2 separate regions of the Anser cygnoides genome follow, and region 2 is linked to region 1. Evidence: chromatin contacts called from public Hi-C data. All regions are on one chromosome and are shown on one strand. The core of a region is the stretch at or near the end of the contact, and the rest is flanking DNA. Distances in the headings are between cores, read along the strand shown.

What was found. A called contact is a pair of places that touch in the nucleus more often than the background predicts.
Region 2: a contact with region 1 is called in a Hi-C map of liver, with 15 times the contacts expected there. The contact joins the enhancer-like site here to the promoter of LARP1B in region 1. A contact is called at or near these places in 2 of 7 Hi-C or Micro-C datasets (both in liver).

What each region holds. Positions count from the first base shown.
Region 1 is chr4:36,632,573-36,635,834 of Taihu_goose_T2T_genome, forward strand. It overlaps LARP1B (La ribonucleoprotein 1B), which reads left to right and starts at 1,815. Exons shown (of 19, transcript XM_066995982.1): 1 at 1,815-2,538. The coding sequence starts at 2,274.
Region 2 is chr4:36,785,644-36,788,905 of Taihu_goose_T2T_genome, forward strand. All of the region lies in intron 1 of JADE1 (jade family PHD finger 1), which reads left to right. Among named protein-coding and RNA genes, the nearest start is that of JADE1, 57 kb to the left of the region's middle. Within about 2 kb of position 1,753, at least 3 of the 3 cell types and tissues checked have open chromatin away from gene starts, as enhancers often do. A contact at or near this core is called in liver, where this site is marked.

The DNA.
Region 1 (3,262 bases), core at 565-3,064:
TGTGTCTAACGATTGTCAGGTGGAGCTTTTTGTAATGTTTTTCCCATGTCCAAAGATACCCCCCTGAATAGTGACCACTCAACTTCTCTTTTAGCGAGGATAGATCATTCGTGTCGTGTTAATCTTCAGTCAACTACACCTTGAAGTTGCAAAAAGGCACCATTGCATGAAGTAACGGTCTTGCTGCTTTCCTTACCGGCATGTCATATAAATGCATATAGATACTGTTTAAATAGTTTTATTATAGTAATGATCTTTGAACTGATATTTTTGCTTGGTAGCTGTTAACACTTTGAGGCAGTAAATATTTTTCATGTGTAGTTTTAATTGTTTCTGTCGTGTGTCACTTTTTTTTAGTGTCGATCGTAATTACAGTTGGTTGGGCAGGGAAGTTTCTTTATCTTAAAGTGTCAGGTTCTGTGTCAGCTTGGCTGTAATGATAAGTTATACAGTATTGAAAGAAGGTTTGGATAGTCCGTGGGTATGTAATTCCTCATGCACAAGTGTTACATGAGTAAAACGCTGTTATATTATGCTATAATGTTATGCAACTCTGTAATTTGCAGTGTTTGCTGAAGTGCTCCGATGCTTCTACGTGACAGAAAGCATAGCCTTTAAAGCATGAAATTGGTATTCTTGGTTTTGTGCAGGGTAAATGAGCCTCTCTTTCAAAGAAGAAATATTTGAAATAGTGTGCTCTTCAAGGAAAAACTGCCCTGGATTTTGGCAAGGAAGTCTGACTTAGAGTGCTAAAAAGTAACAAGAGGGATGGTAACAACTAGACAAAGAGTTAGGGGTGAGTCTTAGGCAACTTGAGAGGTTCTTTACAGACTTTTGTATACTTACATACAATTAAGTATACAGTAAGTCCTCTTTTACCACAGAGTTAGCAAAACAAGTACTTGCAAACTCCTGTCAAGCCACCATGTTACTGGCTGCCTTTACTCATATAGTTAATTCTGAATCACTTTCTTGCCTTTTCCCTGGTCTTTTCAGATCCCTGTACTGCGGTGTCGGGGTGTTCCTGAAGTCCTGGCTTGGCCTACAGTTCTGCTGCCTTCTCTTCTAGCCCTTGTGTGAGGAAAAAAAACCAGGATGGTTAATGCCCTTCTCGCCACTGCCTAGGTAGGGCCTCTGCGTGTTCACACCGCTCTAACAACAGTCTTCATTGCCTCTGCATAACCTCGGAGTTTGGGGCACCAAATAAAAGATGGGGAAAGTGTTTTGAGCGAGTAACATGACTGATAACGCCTGTTTTCAGGAGTGTAGGTGTAGGTGGGTGTAGATAGTGCCCTTCCTTTTTCCTGAGCAAAACTTCATTAAGAATTCTTGCCTTTGCTTCAAATAAATTGTCACTGTGACATGCTCATGGTGTGTCCTCAACTCGTGCATTTATTGCACCTGAATAAATGCAGTTCTTAGTTGTGGAGAAGAATGCTTCTAAGAGTTCGAAAACTTGCTTTAATCTTAGTCATGCTACCTTTTTTCTTGGTGTAAAATAAAAAATGAAGAAAGAGTAATTTTTCATCACCTGTTGTACAAGAAGTGCTTAGAAGCAGTTGTAATTTTTTTTTCTGTTTATGGAAGGATCTCCCTTATTACCGGTATTTTGAGCTTCAGTTACAGAAACGTGCATTATTTATTGTGGGTTGTCTAAACTCTATCCAGTGTCGTTAAAGCAGCGACTAACGCTGCCCCAACCAAAATCGAATCGAGTTTGCCGACACCAAACCCCGGGTGTTTTTAGAGACACTACTTTGCAAACTACCCGGCTGGTGTCACAGAAGTGCCTTTAGGAACGTACTTAGTTGACTGCGGCGCTGCTGGCAGCGCTCTGGGGGAGGTTTGAGGCGGCGGTGCCCCGGCCGCGCTCTGCCGCCTCAGCCCCTTGCGGGGCCGGGCCGGGCCGGGGCGCGCTGCGCGTTACTCTGAGCTGGGGGGGGGCAACGGCCGCTGTGAGGTCACGGCGCCCCGCCCCTTCCTCCCGTGTCCCCCCCGCGGTGGGGCCGGCAGCGCTCGGCCCGCCCGCCCGCTGGTGCCCCGCTGGTGCCGGCGGCGGGGGGCCGTCGCCCCGTGCGCGGAGCGGAGCGGGGCCGAGGGAGCGGGGCGGGCAGGGCCGGGCCGGGCCGGGCAGGGCGGGGGATCCCAGCACGGAGGCGGAGCGGGGCGGCGGCCAGGGGCGGGCAGTGGCAGGCTCCCCCGCCTCGGCTTCCCCGCGGCTGCCCCGGAGCCTTCCCCCGCGGGCCGCCCCCCGCAGCCGGGCCGGGCAGGGCATGGCCGCCGCGCACGTCTCCGCCGCGCCCGCCCAGCGCCGCGGCTGGGGCGCCCGGAGCCGGCCCGGCCCCGCGGAGGGCGAGCGCGGGGAGGCCGCGGAGCAGAGCGGCGACTGGCGGCAGCCCGAGCCCGAGGCGGACGAGAGGCGGCGGCGGGCGGCGGTGGAAGCCCCGGCGCCCAAGGAGAACGCGTGGACGAGGCGCAGGGCGGCGCGGGACGGCGGGGACACGGACGCGGCCGAGACCGCCGGCCTGCGGGACCCAGGTGCGGCGCCCTCCGAGCGGCGGGGCGGCCCCGGGGCCCTGCTCGCCTCCCCCGGCTGCTGCTCGCCGGGCCGGGCCGGGCCGGGCCGGGCGGGAGCGGTTGCCGCAGGCCGCGGGGCGGGCAACGGGCAGCTGCCGAGCGGCGGCCCCGTGCGGCTTCGCTGGCGCGTGGGAGCTTTGCGGAGTCCCGCCGGCTTCCTTGGCTTGTGCGCCTTGGTTTTGTGCTCTGTGCGTGCGTTCTTTCTCTGTTGTGCAGCCCCTCTCTTCGGTCCGCCGCTGGGTTTTGCTTTTCACGCGGTGTGGGTTGCGAAGGCTCGGCGTGGCAGCGCATGTAGTGACTTTGCTCGCGCTGCGGATTCAAACCGCTTATGTGGAGCGAGGTGGGGTGAGGGTAGCCAGGGTGCAATTTTCTGGTGGCCTTTAATCACCGCCACATGTAAGGTAAAGCTGCTTGAGAGGCTCCGTATTGACTAAGCAGGCAGATCTCAGACCTGACTTGAAATTGCCGGGCTCTGTGCTTAGGCCACTGCAGCGTTCCTCGAAGTTAGCAACTTCTTGGAGTATTGTTCTTGGCTAGAAGCAAGCCAGCAACCTCAAAACCCATACTTCAGCATGTGTTTCCCGAGAATCTCGGTCTCTGCACTTGCTCCTGAAGGCACCTGACAAACCTTCCTGTGTTCCGACAGTCGCTTTTATCCTTAAATTAACCGTGTGCTTCCTTCACA
Region 2 (3,262 bases), core at 503-3,002, 150 kb after region 1:
ATTGCGAAATCGGCCTTGCAGAAAGTGGAAGCACCTAACCAGTAGGTAGCCCTAGACCATCCCATCTGGCTTCACTGGGCTGAAGCCGAAGCCGTGACCTCGTTATGCAGACTGAAGCAGTTCAGATGATGCCAAAAACTGAGAGCTGCAGATTGTCAAGGAATGTTGCAATCGTGCTAAGTAAGCTCCAGCTATTCCAGAACTAGGCAGAGGAGCAGGAATTATCTGAGCTACGTTTGTAGCCTTGGACATCAAAATCCTTTGAACCTCATCTCAGTAACTCAGCACATTTTTGGCTTTTCTTGTGCTTAATGCTCTCAGTCCTGGCTTAAGTTTTCAGAGTTGAACGTGCCTGTTTTGTGCTATGGAATGTAAACAAGGGTTAGTGTAGTAGACACCTGCTAAGTATGATTTAATTTGGTGCATATGCTAGAGATAACATGCATCTTTTAAGCTGTCAACTAATTCATTGTTTGATGTTCAGGTTGAGATGATCTTCAAACTGAGTACAATGTGTTGTGTTTGATACTTCAGTTTATTAGAAAGTATCAAAGTTTAAATAGGAAGGGCTGTGTAGAATTCTCTATGATTGTAAGACCTAGGCTTATAGGGAGGGAGAAATCCCTCGTAGGGAAAAATCCTAGCTTCTGGTAATTAGTGGCACAAGCACTTATTCCCAGGGAAGAGAGAATTTCAACTCATACTTTTGCTTTCAATGGTTGTAGGTACACAGAAGGTGTTTTAAAACTAAGACAAATGTCAGTGTCGTCTTCCCTTAGCTGGGCTCGTAGAGTTCCTGACTTTACAATACCTGTATAAAATAAGTGTGTGTATGTTGTGGCCTGATTTTAGTGGTCTATTTTTTTTTCTTTTTTCTTTTTTAATGGAAAAATATAGAATTTTGTGTATGGATATCTTCGACACCTTTAAAGGATTTAAAACAGCTGATGTTGATTGCTTTCTGAAGGTTACCCTGCTTACTTGGTTAATGGGGCTCCCTCCCTGGGGACAGCGTGTGGCAGATGTACACATTTTCAATACCTACCTGTTCTGCTCGCAAGAAATGCCAGGGCTTGCCCAGCTGGTGATCTTGGTCTTTCGTTACGTTTTACAAGGTTTGGGATGTTTTTGCTGTCACTGATTTTCCTCACTGAAATCAAACCCTTGCAAACAAGCTAAGGATGATATCTGAGGCGTGTGTCAGGCACTACTGAGTGCACAATACTTGTAGCATTTTTTTAAGGCAGTCATGAAAGGTGCTTAAATTCCTTAAAGGGGGGGGGAGAGACCCCAAAGAGCCCACAGAAGCAGCTTTTTGAAAAGTATGAAATAAAATAAACACACAAAGGTAGAGCCAGATCATTGCTCGAGGCTCCAGCATCAGCATGTGGGAGAGCAAAAAAAGTCCTTTGCTCTCTCTGTGCATCTGTGCAGCCTATCAGTCAATATGTGCTTTATTACAGCTGTTATTGATCCAAAGCACTACACCGGAGTGCCAGTACAAGCTGTACTCTGGCATGTGACTGTCCGCTCTGGGGCTGGCATTCTTTCCAGTTTTCCTTAACTTATCTTCTGTAAACGCTTTTCCCTTTGCGTGCTGTGGCTGAAGGCTTTGCCTGGCTCCCTTAAGTAGTTGGGCCCGTTTCCAGAAGAGATCTGAGATACTGAGGGCTCACCTTTAGCTTTGGCCGAGGGCAGAGATGCTGCTATGGTTGGCTGAATATTTGAGAAGCCAAGTAGGCTAGAGCTGCGGTTTTGGTGGTTACGTAAGGGTACGTGTGCTTGCTGCAGGATGTGGCCGTTCCTCCCTCAGAGATACCAGATTACAAGCAGTTGGCGTGGTTACTTTGCGCCAGAGCTTGCACTTCCATGTGGAGAAAGTAACCTGCCTCAGATTGTCAAAGAAAAATAAAAGTGCAATGCTTTAAAAGCATGTCCTGGATAAAAGGGAGAGAGAAGAGAGAGAGATTCTTTTGTGACTTATGCAATTTGAGGAGCAAACACAGATGTTTACCCTGTGCCAAAATCTGCCCACATAAGCAGATCAGGCTTTTTTTTTTTTTTAATGTTGTTCTGGAAGGTCAGAGACTATTTTGTTTGCTGCAGTTTTTTTTTTTTTTTTTTTTTTTTTTTGCTTAGTGAAGCAAAGTTCACAGAGCCGGAGTAATGATTGGATTCCCAAGTTTTCTTCATTCCTCACTGTGTGCTTAGTTAAATATATTTGTGGCAGTTGCAGCTTTGAACAGTAGCAAAGAAGCTTAACTTCTAAATAAGCAATAAACTCCTTTGTCCATTTTAAAAAAAAATGTAACTTCAGAATTACTGTTGTGAATGGTATCAAATGACTCGGGCTGTTTATATCCTGAGCGTCTGCATTATGTGCACTGAAAATTTACTGCGCAGCTGGTTGAGGTTCTTCCTCTGAACATCTCTATGTACACACACTGCCACCACCTACTACTCTTGTTGCTTTTCTGGAGTCAGAAGCAGAAATTTGGTTTTAGACAGATCCAGTGTGCAAATGCACTGTTAACAAGAGTTGACCTTTTGTAGTGTGTATGATTCAAATAGCACTGAAGGATTACACTATTGTAATATGTTAGGGCTGAGTCATGACACTGAGTCTCTGCTTTGCCAGAGACCATTTTCATTTGTATCTCTTTGCCATTACGTCTCAATATCTTTATTTGCAAAATAGATAAAACGGATAGTAATTTTCCGCATCTGATAAGGTAATGTGGGTTTTCTTATGTTTGTGGTTTTTTAATACTTATTTTTTACACTGAGCATGTATTTCTGATAAGCTCTTAGCAAAGTGGAAGCATAACAACGTAGACTGTGTTGTTTGGGTATGCAAACCAGATAAAGAGTGTCAGGAAGGGCCATTTGCTGCGAGTTTATGTGGCCCACTGATATACAAGATGAACTGCCATGTTTAGCCCAATACCTCCTCCCACTCCTTTTTTTCTTTTTTTTTTTTGAGCTAGGGAGGGAGGTTAGAGCTGGACTCAACCTCCCGTGTTGTGCAAGGGTTCTTTTGTCCTGGATACCTTGAGCCTCCTATTCCTAGTCCTGTTTGGTAGTGTTGAACCTCTGAATATTTCAATAGTGAAATGGAAGTATATGTGGCAGGTTTTATTACATTTATGCTGATTAAGACTTACTATTTTTTTTTCTTACTTAAGCAGTGAAACTTGTGGAAAAATTCAGCAAGCAACATTGCCACAAAAAAAAAAAAAGGACATTTACTTTAGTTCTCTCA